2 separate regions of the Oryctolagus cuniculus genome follow, and region 1 is linked to region 2. A link is a contact called in public Hi-C data. All regions are on one chromosome and are shown on one strand. The core of a region is the stretch at or near the end of the contact, and the rest is flanking DNA. Distances in the headings are between cores, read along the strand shown. Region 1 overlaps SAMD12 (sterile alpha motif domain containing 12). Region 2 overlaps EXT1 (exostosin glycosyltransferase 1).

Region 1 (6,141 bases), core at 516-3,015, 570 kb before region 2:
AATGGACAGAAGCCCAGCCCAGGTTATTTGTGAAAAATGTGTCACAAAGTCTGCATGTGCAAAACAATGGAGTCTGAAAAGAAAATCTCACAAACATATCTGAACAGTAAGATTCCAAATTGGGTGTTTGGCAGTGGAATATTAAATCACTGTTAATAATAGGTTATTATGCAAGGTGGCACAGGGAATTGCAATGCACACTATTTATCTAATTCTGTTTCAGTACCCATTTATATCTTACAGTGTTTGAAAATAATAACATACCTGCCATTGTAAACAGTTTGTATTTGGGACTTTTAATTTTTAGAGGATCTACTCTTTTTTTATTCTGGCCATTTGTTGACTTACTAAACATTTTATCCATTGTTATCTCTAAGTTTAATTATTTACTGATTAACTACATAATTTGTAATTTATTATAAGTTGCTAATTTACAGATCATTCATTACCTGCTAATTGTTCAATTATCTTTGAATTGGTGCTCATTAATTTACTCAATAAACATTTGTTGAGCTATTGCTAGATAACCAACTCTAGTAGAACAGACACAGAGAAGCCGGAGTAGGGGATTGGGCTTTTCTTGGAAACTGCATATTCTTTAGTTCAAACACATATGTTCGCAGTATCTCTTCATTAACCCAATTCTATTTAGCTCCACTTAAAAAAATTCAGAAGAGGGTAATCTTTAGGAACTTTCATCTGTTACAGTTTTTCTAAAAACAGATAAAATGAAAAAACCTTTCAAAAATCTGGAAATACTTGGAAAAATCAAAATTCAAAAAGTTATCTGAGTCACCAAAATTAGATTTTATATTATATATAATCAAAAATAACATACATACATTACTGCTCATATAGATATTGATATTAAATATTTGAAGGATGAAAGGAGAGATGGCTGAGATACCGGGAGCAAACAAGATTGGAAGAGTTCAATGGGGTTAAATGAAGGGTAGAGATTATCTTGTGATTCCATTGTACCAGTTGTCATATGTAGTACTGGCCAGGTTAAGCAAGCCCAAATGAATGAAACTGTACTAACTGGATGGTTTGTTTTTCACATGGAACAGTTCCTTCTGTTTGGCAGCTGAAACATTCAGCTCAACAAACTAAATGATATTTTATATGAAACCAAATCTTTGTTGTTTGAATCTTCCCAGGTTTAAAGATTACCTTGATTTCAGCCAACTCCCATGGGCATATTAGAGATGTGAAGTGAAAGTGTAGTGTCATTGATTATCTTTTGCCAGAATTTGAGTCATATACTCTGAAAAAAATGTGGATGGCTCTTGGTCTAAATTCTTCCCCTGGTCTGCTTAATTTATTATAATTATGATTATTAATAGTTAATATGATTAATAGTAATACAAGTACAAAGCCCATCACTTCATGTAACTTTTCCTGTAAGTTTTCCCTACATCTGACATTTATATGACAGCACACCATGATTTAGATGAGTCATGATTTAGATGAATCATACAAGTTGCAAAGTACCTCCTTGATTCCACTTCAGTGGTTAAGTATTAACTTATTACTGGAACCACACTTTAAATTGATAAAAAGGAAACCAAGAGTAGATGACTGTTTTTCACTATACCATGAGAGATGTCCCCAAAAACTGTAAAGGGAAATGAGAAGCCATGCTAGATACATGAGAATGTTGAGATACTTTTAATGGAAGATCTGTTTGAGTCATGGAGGCCTTGAGCACTGTTAGTCTGATGCAACCCTCCCTCTAGTCTAGTGCATAGCAGACAGATATCAACATGTGAGCTGCCATTTCCATGCATGGAATGTGCCCCTCAGGGGTTGCTTATTTGGCTTAAGTAGGCAGATTGGATAGCTCACTCTTAAAACACACTTGGAGAAGGAACCAGCTTATCCTGGACAAGAAGATTACTGAAGACTATATAATGAAAGGAACTCTCCTAATTCTTTGAAATACTCAATATGAGTCAGCTTTATGATGTGCTTTGTTTTTTTTAAAGATTATTTATTTGAAAAGCAGAGTTACAGAGAGGGAGAGGCAGATGCAGAGACAGGTCCTCCATCTGCTGGTTCACCTCCCAGATGGCCAAAAGAACTGGAGCTAAGCCAATCCAAGGTGCAGGGACCCAAAGACTTAGACCATCTTCTGCTGCTTGGCCAACCGTGTCAGCAGGGATCTGAATCAGAAGTGAAGAAGCTGGGTCTTGAACCAGTGCCCATATGGGATGCCGGTGCTGCAGGCAGTGGCTTCACACACTATACCACAGCTCCAGCCCCATGGTGTGCTTATCTTGAGCAAAAAGCAGAATCTCCAAATTGTTTAGTTAATAAAAATTTTTCCAATTATAACATTTTGTAAAAAAAAGTATCCTTTCCTTCACATTGTTTTCAGAATATAAATAACTGATTTTTGATGGCAGTCTACACACACTTATACCTTTCAACAGAGTTTATTCTTTTTTAAAAGAAGATTTTATTTATTTGAGAAGTAGAGTTGCAGACAGTGAGAGGGAGAGACAGAGAGAAAGGTTCACTCCCCAATTGGCCGCAGTGGCTGGAGCTGCACCAATCCAAAGCCAGGAGCCAGGAGCTTCTTCCAGTTCTCCCACATGGTTGCAGGGGCCCTGGGACTTGGATCATCTTTTACTGCTTTCCCAGGACATAGCAGAGAGCTGTATCAGAAGAGCAGATGGGACTAGAACCTGTGACATATGAGATGCTGGTGCCGCAGGCAGAGGGATTAACCTACTACGCCACAGCATTGGCCCCTATCTTTATTCTTTTAATAATAGTTTTTCCTGGAGGGTGATTGGACAGGCATGGATGACAATGTGTTTCATTATATGTCTCTAGTTTACAAGAGGTTCCAGTTAAATAATAAAAGATCTTCGAAGGAAGGGGGAAAATATTTTTATGGCATGGCATTTGGCAGAAATTTGGGTTTTTTTTTTCCTTTGTCCCAACCTCTTGTTGCCTTTTGCAGTTGTTCTAAGTTCCTGAAGGGGGAGCTTTCACACAAGCCAACTGTAGGGTACTCGCACTGGTACATGGGCTTTCTGTGGCCACTTCCTTATCTTTCTGGTTCTTCCTGCAAGATCTCCCATTGGTAGATAGGAATTACTATCTTAATTAACATGATAGGAAGTGACAGCCAATCACAATGAATAAAAAAAATCTATTAGGTCATCCTTGGATATCAATTAATCAACTTCCATGTTAGGTATCCCATGATAGGAAAAGAGTCGTATATATCCCCACTGGTCCCCACTAATCAGAAAGCACTGGTGGCTGGGCCTTAGACATGTGTTGCTAAGTAGAGCATTCTTTGTGGATGTAGTAATTCAAACCTACCATCTTCTACTGCTAGATAAGCAAGCACGTTGGGTTCTCTTATGGCTAATGTGAAATGAATGCTCTTATCCTTTAATAAGAGTAATAATAAAGGACTCATGAGGTTTCCCCCTCCCTACCTTAAAATCCTGCCCCTGAAACATACTTCTATTTCAGTGGCAGCATACATATGTGACCTCATTTTAATTTCCAACTTCCTACTTAAAGACTCCCCTTAAAAGAAAGAGAAAAGTTAACAAATGTGCTTGTGTCTTACAAAATTGAAGCTGATTTGGTTTGAGTGCTTTTTTTTCCCAAACAGATGTGAAAAGAGTATTTCTTATTTCTCCTTTTTTTTAAAAAAAATGTTAGATATGATACATTGTTATTAAAATAGAATGTTTGGCAGGTGACAGTTTACTTCAGCTTTCTCATATTATCCTCATAGATCATTTCCTTGTGAGGGGAAGTTGAGACAAAAGCTTCAGAGTAACACTTCTCTTTACGATTCTTGGAAATATAATGCCCCTTCATCAGAAACACAATCTTTTAAAAGAAAACAATTATTCTGTTTCAACTCTCTAAATATAGTGGGAGGATTTCTGTGGAGTATAAATATTTGCAAACTCTTTATGTAAGCATGCTTTAACCAAACACCTGGTAAGTGTTGCACAGTTTATTAACGACTTGCAAAACCTCCAAGTTGGGAAATACAGCTCTGCCATTGTGATCAGTCATTTGGCAGATAGTCAAGACTGACAGCAATTGTTTAACACCTTTTTACCCATTAAGACTCTGATTCACTGAAAACATTAGAGATTTCAGCAGATTTCCCTCCCACCCTCTGACCCTGAACCAAATTGCTCAGTTATCTTCCATAAGGAGTTCTATTATTCTTTCAAATTTCAAGTAATAGAATGTGATTATAGGCAATGTTATAAAATGCATGTTCTGTTGTGTCTACCTAAGCCCCTTTCAAAAACTATGGCTCATTCTTTGCCTTCTTCCTCTGTTTATTGTGCACCTATTATGTTCATGAAACTGGGCTAAGTGCTATAGGACCCAGAGTGAGAGGGGGAAGTAATATGACATATATCTGTCTTTGCAGATCTTAAAATATAGGAAAGGAAAAACACAAGTTAAGTGGCATCTCAAAGCAATCTTCAGTTAATTGTTAAGAGAATTATGTAGGGATTGATGTTTGGCCTAGTTGTTAAGATGCAAGTTAAGACACCTGTATCCCTATCAGGGTGCCTGTGTTCAACACCCAGCTCTGGTTTCTGACTCCAGCTTCCTGTTGATGCTGATTCTAGGAGGCAATGGTGATGGCTCAAGTGACTGGGTTCCTGCCATCCACAGGGGGAACCTGGATTCAGTTCCTGTTTCCCGACTTCAGCCTAACTATTGGGAGCAGATGGGATCTCTCCCTTTTTCACTTCCTATCCTCCTTCTCCCATACCCTCCTCCTTCTTCTCTCTCAAATAAAGAAAGAAAGAGCATGTCAAAAAAAATGCATTCTACAAGAATCCAGCATTGCAGCATAGTGGATAAAGATGCCACCTGTGATACCAGCATCCCATATGGGCACCAGTTCCACTTCTGATCCAGCTCCCTGCTAATGGCCTGGGAAAAGCAGAGATTAATGGCCCAAGTGCCCCGGCCCTTGCCACCCATGTGAGTGACCAGTATCCTGCCTCCTGACTTAGTCTTGGCCCAGCCCTGGCTATTGAGGCCATCTGGAGAATGAACCAATAGCTGCATGATCACTTTCTCTGTGTCTCTCCCTCTCTCTCTGCAACTCTCACTTTCAAATAAATAAATGAATCTTTATTTAAAAAAAGAAGAATCCAGAAGGGAAGGAAGACTATTGTGAGATGGTGTGATCTTGATTGATTCTATGGTTACATGATTTTAGCAAGAATATGAGTAACATGTAGTATTAGCAGAGGCAGAAAAGAGAGTAATAGATATTCAAGAACCAAAGAGCATTGTAAGACAATATAGTAGACTGAATATGCTGTGAGAACTATGGACAGTGTGGGAAACTATAAGATTAGACACAAAAGTATTTTGTTAGGAAAGCACCATAAGATAAAACAAAATAAAAGTTCTCATTGTACTGATTAGCTGTTGCTACTAAAATGGTGCAGCAGGATACATTTGCAACGTAGAAAATGAGCAGCTCAAAACAGTAACTATTAGCTCACAAGTTTGCAGCCTGGAAATTTAGGCTATATTTGATGAGTAGTAATGCTAGATGCAGTTACTTGTCTTGGAGGCAGCTGGCTGTTCATGTATGTAAGACAGTTTGCTGCTATGTTTTGTCTTCCAAAGTGCTGGCCCAGGTACATATTCTCATAGCAAGTGAAGAGAAACCCAATCTTGTTGTTTTTTTAAACCCCTTCTTATGTCACATTTGACGAAAGCAAGTTCCACGGCTGGGTCTGCAGCACCTCCCCATAATGTATATCTTACTCATACATATTGAACAGTTCCTATTGAATCATAATAAAAATACTTTAAAACTTAGTATCTGAAGGGGTCGGTGCTGTGCTGTAGCAGGTAAAGCTGCTACCAGTCCAAGACCTGGTTGTTCCACCTGTGATCCAGCTCTCTGCTATGGCCTGAGAAAGCAGAAGATGGTCCAAGTGTTTGTGCCCGTACACCCACGTGGAAGACCCTGCGGAAGCTCCTGACTCTGAATCGGCACAGTTCCAACTATTGCGGCCATTTGAGGAGTGAACCAGTGGATGGAAGATTTCTCTCTCTGCATCTGCCCCTCTGTGTAACTCTGCCTTTCAAATAAATGAATAAATATTTGTT
Region 2 (6,179 bases), core at 229-2,728:
TTCTGAGCAACCTGTTGCCTGTGGAAGAGGTTGGAATAAATTGCGCAGGTGACGGGTTAACTGGCAGCAGAAACCTTTGTGCAACATGTAAAACAACTTCATCTTCGGGAAAATTGGATCCAGGTAGGCAAGGCTGGCAGTGATTTATGCCGACTGCGCTTAGGGCACCTTCTACGCGTACATGAAATATCGCAGAGCCCTCCACGCGGCTTCGCTCCGTGGGCCTTCCTCCTCGGCATGCCTCTCTGAAAGGCCTGAAGGGCCTGCAGGAGCAAGGAGCCAAGATGTGGAGCCATCTGGAGTAGGCACAGGGACACATCTGTTTGAAGCGTCTCAGAGGCACCTGGGTCCTGATTTACTGGCTTCTGCGGAGCCCCCGTCCAGAACCCAGGCTCATGAGGAAGCTGGTGTCTGTGATTGATTTACCCACACCTAGGCTAGGTCTGTCTGGTCTCACACTCAGCGAAAAATTGTGGATTCTTATTGGAAGCACATCAAGTGTCTGCCACCAAAACCCCAAACTATACAAAAATGTAACCAGAAAACTTCAGCATAGCAGTGGAAGACGCAGTGGAAAATGGAGATTTAGGGGTGCTTCTGAGAATGAAGCAGTTGAGAGCACGAACTTAGGAGTTGGGGTGTGCTGGGGTTCCAGTCTGGGCTCTGCAATACCGGGGCTGTGTGACAGAGACAAGTTACTGAACCGCTCTGTGTGCCTGGTTGTCTCACCTGTATAAAGAGGAGGATAGTAATACCCTTCCCTTTTAGGGTGGAGTTGATGAAGTTTGTATTCACACGTCTGGTCTGGGGAATTGTAAATAGAGCCCACAACATTAAGCGCTAAGCCATTGTGGATTTATTTTGTTCCTGTAGGCATCAAAGCCGTGGACACCCGGTGCCGTGTCAGACAAATGCCTTTGGCCTGTTGCTCCCTTCCCTGCCCTTCCTCTGCAACCCCTCTACCACCCCACACTGACTGGCTCATCTCTTACTCCTTGAGTGTGGGCAGTGGTAAGGAGGGTCCCCTGCTGATTGGTTCTCTAGCACCCTCTCTTGGAGGAGGCTCAGTTTCACGGATGCTTCTTCAGAGACAGCTTGCCTGACCACCTCCCACCCATAACCACAGTGATGCCCCCTCACCGTGTTTTGTAACTGCTTCAGCGTCTGTGTCCATAACAGATGCTGTGGGCCGGGGATCACGCCTTGTTTCTGTGCGAGTTCCCAGTGCAGATCTCGTGTCTCATTCCAGCATGCAGTGGGCACTCAGCACCTGCTGGCCCAAAGTTAACAATCAGTCATGACTGATGAATTCCAAGTGGCGTGGGAATGTGTTTCTCTCTCCTGAGCTGGTCAACTTCATGGCTCCTAACCACACTATCTCCACCCCTTTTATTTACATCACAGTAGGAGTGAAAGAGAAGTCAGGGAAATGCTCAAATGCCTCTTTCAGAGATGAGTGCACCCTCGCCATCTGTTATCCTTTTAACTGGTAGGGGCTGTGGAGGAGGAAGGCAGGCCTAGTCTCTTTCTTACCGGGTTGCTTCAGTGGGGACACTTGCCATGTGGAAGTGCCCCATCTACCGGTTGAATTGGGTAACTACATCCTTCAAAAGTTTTCATTGTGTGTAGAGGGGGCAGAGGGTGAGTGCACATGCTCCCATCTACTGGTTCACTCCCTGAAAGCCTGCAGCATTTAGTGGGAGGGGAGTCAGGAGCCAAAAACACAATCTAGCTCTCTCATGGCAGAGAACCAACTGCTTGAGTCATCACCACCTCTTCCCAAGGTTTGCGTTAGTAGGAAGCTGGAAGGTGGAGCCACAGCACAGAGTTGAACCCAGGCACTCCAGTGTGGGATGTGCGTATCGTAACTGCTAGACCAAATATCTGTCCTGCACAGATAATGCTGGCTGTATAATGTCTCTTTAAAGACAGCTGAGACCGTGCTAGGGTTTGGATCATACTTTATTATCTTGCTGGCAACAAAGCCAACCTTGAAGCAGGCTTTGCATACACAGCACGTGTTCTGGCATGGCTAGTACTTAAATTTGTTGCACAGATTCTGTCCTTGGACTTCGCAAATGTGAAGCAACACAATTTCGCAGTAGTGTCCGGGGGATAAGCTTGATAGCGTAACATCTGCATTCACCTTTGCTGTCCCTATATGCTGTACATTGACCAATGTGCGGTATTTGCAGAATTCCTCTTTGTATCTCAGGGAGCCAGGAGCATCTCACCCACTTCTCAATCTTTGCTTAGGGACCGTGGGTTCTTCAGGTAAAATTTCAGGGAGCAGATAGAATCTTCTTGTTTTCCTTTCTCTCTCTCTCTCTCTCTCTCTCTCACACACACACACACACACACACACACCCCTCTAAAAATAGGTGTGTAAATTGCCTATAAGTTTAATAAGTAAGTTGGAGAGGACATAATTTGTCAGTTTACTTAAAGAAACATAATTATTTTTAAGTGACAGACTGGTCCCTTTGTAGATAAATGCTTTATGTCTTAGCTCCCATGCCTGCATCCCGGGTAACTTGTCAATTACCTGGTAGGCACACTTAGCACAGGGTGCTCAGCAGGGCCTGAGGGCTGAGTGGTAGCACTTGGGACATGGCACTGTTGTTTGGCTGCTGCCGTGGTGGGGGTATAGATGTCTATAGGAGCTGTGTCTCTGTGAGGACTCAGCAAAGAGAGAGGCCAGGCCATTTGGAAAATAGCTCAAAATGCCCTGTGTCGAGTTTGGAGAATGTTATAGCCCTCATCCAATAGCTCATGTTGTAGTGAAGTCATGAGTCCTTGTCTGAGAACAGAGCTGCTGCCGCAGGTCTTTGTCCAGCTAAGGTGAGTTCTTTGTGGCCTCCAGCTACTTCACCTTGACCAGAGGCCACTAGCTCAGATGGGCCCAGACACCAGGTGAATGACCTAAGTGAGGCAATCTGCCCGCTCTGGTTTGCCATCAGGGAGCGCAGATCCAGTGTTGCCGGATCTCCCTGTTTTTCTTAAGAATCCTGGCATCTGGGTTTTGACCAGATGTCTCATGATTTGAAAGTGTTGGCAGTTGATTTAAGGCAAATGGCTTAGGTTCAGTATGAGCAAAATGAAACAACCCAGCAAGCAGGATACTGCTTGTAACTCTCCAATTTGTGGTCTCAGCTAGACTGTCCCAGGAAAAGATGAATCGATGTAATATATGTGCTTCCTTCCTTCACAGTGGGCACCATTGGATCACTGATTTATAATGTCGAAACTTGTGAAAAATTGTAAATGTGTGTAATCAAAATACATGCTCAGTAAAACCAGAAACTTCCAAAGTGAAAAAGGAGGTGCTAACAAGCACTTTAGAAGAATGAGCTTACTGGACACGTCTCATTGATGCGTATTTTTCTTCCTGTAGGATAGGTAGAAAAGTCTGGAGCAATTTATGCATATGAACCTGAATGTGAATTTAGGGAGACATTTCGTATCTTTAACTTGTACTACTTTAGAAGGAGTCCGCTAACTTGGATCCATCCACTCACATGACATTGCCCTGGTACCAGGCCCTGTAGACGTCCACATCAGAAGTAGTGAGAAAAATGTGAAACCATCTGAATTTTGTACAAGCTCCAAGTTCACTCACTCCCGATTGTTGTTTATTTTTCTTTCTTTTTTTAAATATGCGTTTTAATTGTTTTTATTTATTTACTTGAGATGCAGGGAGAGAATGAGAGAAAGCAAGGGGGAGAGAGAGAGTGCACTTCCATCTACTGATTCACTTCCCAAATGACTGCAATGGCTGGAGCTGGATAAGGCCAAAGAGGAAAGCCGGGAACTCAGTCCACAACTTACCATCCATCATCACTACTGGCCTTCTCTGATCTGTGTCAGTGGGAAGCTAGAGTCAGAAACTGGGATTTGAACCCAGATCCTCTCGTGTGGAGCATAGATATCTTAACCACCACACTAAACCCCTGTCTTCTCAGCCCCATTTTTTAAATTATTGTACAGTTGCTTGTCATGATCCTTTGCCGTCATTATTGCACAGTCTCCACTCAGCTCCCGGGGGAAGATTTTGAGCTAGTAACTGTATTTTGTGCCTTTTTGCCTGATCACTTAACTGGTTGGACCTGCTGCTTACTTTGGGTTTTCTCAGTTCTGGGCAATTTCAGACGTTGAACATGTGCCTAGCATGTTATTTAGAGTGAGAACGAGGGGGAGAGATGCTATGAATGCATTATCCAGAAGACGACAAATAGAAACTTGGAAACACAGCATGTTAGTGTCAACATAGCTCTAAGTTCTGTGTTTGAAGGTTTTATCTTCCTGTACCTGAATCACCCATTGAAATGGGCACCAAAATCTTTGGATTCCAGTGCTTTGAAATAAGTGATTGATACCTGTGTGTGCCTGTGACATCAAAACTGCATATATGAAATGCCAGTCAAGTCTTGCCGTGTCTCACACTTGAGGGTCGGATGGACCGGGCTCATGTCCCCATTGCCCTTCCCTGGCCGTGTGACTGTGGGCACGTTACTGAACCTCCGTCAGCCTCAGCATTCAGTTGTAGAACGAGACTCATGCTATTAACCTCCTAGATCGAGACACTGAGACAGCGCCAGCTTGCGTGATGCGGGTAGCACACCCCTGAGCGTTGAGTGCGTCACCAGTTGTTCTGGCTGTTCAGTCGTTAGCATGATTATTTTTGCATGTTAAGATGTTTTGTAAACATGTTTTCTGTTGTTTATTGCAAGCCTTCTCTCGAACTCTTACTAGTGGCTTTCTGATTTTAGACAGAATTTTGATTTAAGCAACAGAAAATGTATTTTGTGATATAAATACATAGAGTTCCCCCCTTTTTCTTCCAGTTTTTTTCCTGAAGGATCCACAGCCTTAATGATGCCTGCCGATGCTCATGGGCCTGCTCTGGCCTCATGACCCCATCGTTATCTCGCTGCATCAGGAGTTCTTGGGGGAGGTCCTCTGATCCCAGAATTGCCCGCGAGGCAGACGGATGGGAACAGCATCTTTGTTGGGGGAAGCCCAGTTGTGGATTTTCTTTTCTTCCTGGCTCCACTCCGAGCTGATGCCTTAATAACTGAAATTCCCTCGTCCGCCCCTCTCACCTTCCCAGCCATTAGAGCCAGCAGGAAGCCCGGATCAGCGCAGCAGCAGGATGCCCTCTCGGCGCCCCTCTCGGCCTGCTCAGGCCCCGCAGCGGTCAGTACCGAGTGCAGGGCAGAAGCCAGTGCTCCCCTCCTGGCTTCTTTCCCTGGGTGGCCACCCCAGCACGAGCAGAGGTTTCCTTTCCCTCGGTCCGCTGCTACTTTGTCGTGAGGCCGCCTCCTCCTGCAATTAAGTCATTTTGGTATTTTCTATCGTGGTTTTCCCCCACCCAAGAGATGCTCAATGTGAAGGCAAAATACAGGCGTTCAAGCTGCTCATACTGCTCATAGCATTTAGGGAGTTAGGGAATTTGCCTTTTAATTACTGTGAAAATATGATTATTTAGGGACTCAGCACCATCTCTGCAGAGCCTGTAGAACTTTGCGGCAAAGGATGTTCAGAAATAAATGCTAAAATAGGCTGTTGGCAAGTCCCTGAGAGAAGAGCAGGTAGAATGACCTGGAGTGATCCTCAGTGTCTCTCGTTACCTCTAATCAGGTTGGGCAGACTCTTCTGCCACAGCTTTCCTATCTGTAATGTGGGTTATCGCCTGTTGCCCCTGAGTGATTGCCTAGCAGGTGCGTGGAAGCTGCACTGTTCTACCACGGTCCGTGTGTTTAACTGAACGTGCTTACCCTCCAGGCACTTAGTTTTCATCCCATTCTTTTTCCCAGACAGCAGGAAGTCCCAGCCTCTGTTCAACACAGCCTCCTGTAGATGTGCTCTGTGTCACAGCAAGAGGTCTGACTTGTTGAGAGGACCATTGTAGATGTGCAGTTTGCTTCCCCGAACGTGGTTAAAATCTCTTGATGGCTTTTGTGTCTCCGTCAACACTGCCCACAGGACTTCATGCCCAGCCTCAGTCCTGCCTGATACTTACTCTTTAGGGCACACATTAACTCTCCTCTGCTCACTGTCACATCCCTCTGCTGTGCCCCCTTAAAGAGCCATCAGTCTCTCCGTGGACCATTCATGGCATCTGTTGATTTTATGATATGGTTAATTATTTACTGCCAGTCTCCCCAAATAGGACAGTG

The links. Hi-C and Micro-C count contacts between places; a contact is called where the count stands out from the background.
Region 1: a contact with region 2 is called in a Hi-C map of an unstated tissue, with 8 times the contacts expected there. The contact joins two enhancer-like sites. A contact is called at or near these places in 3 of 6 Hi-C or Micro-C datasets (ear pinna, psoas muscle and an unstated tissue).

The regions. Positions count from the first base shown.
Region 1 is chr6:144,164,800-144,170,940 of mOryCun1.1, reverse strand. The region is part of intron 3 of SAMD12 (sterile alpha motif domain containing 12); the gene reads left to right. Among named protein-coding and RNA genes, the nearest start is that of SAMD12, 260 kb to the left of the region's middle. Within about 2 kb of position 1,765, at least 1 of the 8 cell types and tissues checked has an H3K27ac peak or open chromatin away from gene starts, as enhancers often do.
Region 2 is chr6:143,595,765-143,601,943 of mOryCun1.1, reverse strand. All of the region lies in intron 1 of EXT1 (exostosin glycosyltransferase 1), which reads left to right. Among named protein-coding and RNA genes, the nearest start is that of EXT1, 250 kb to the left of the region's middle. Within about 2 kb of position 1,478, at least 1 of the 8 cell types and tissues checked has an H3K27ac peak or open chromatin away from gene starts, as enhancers often do.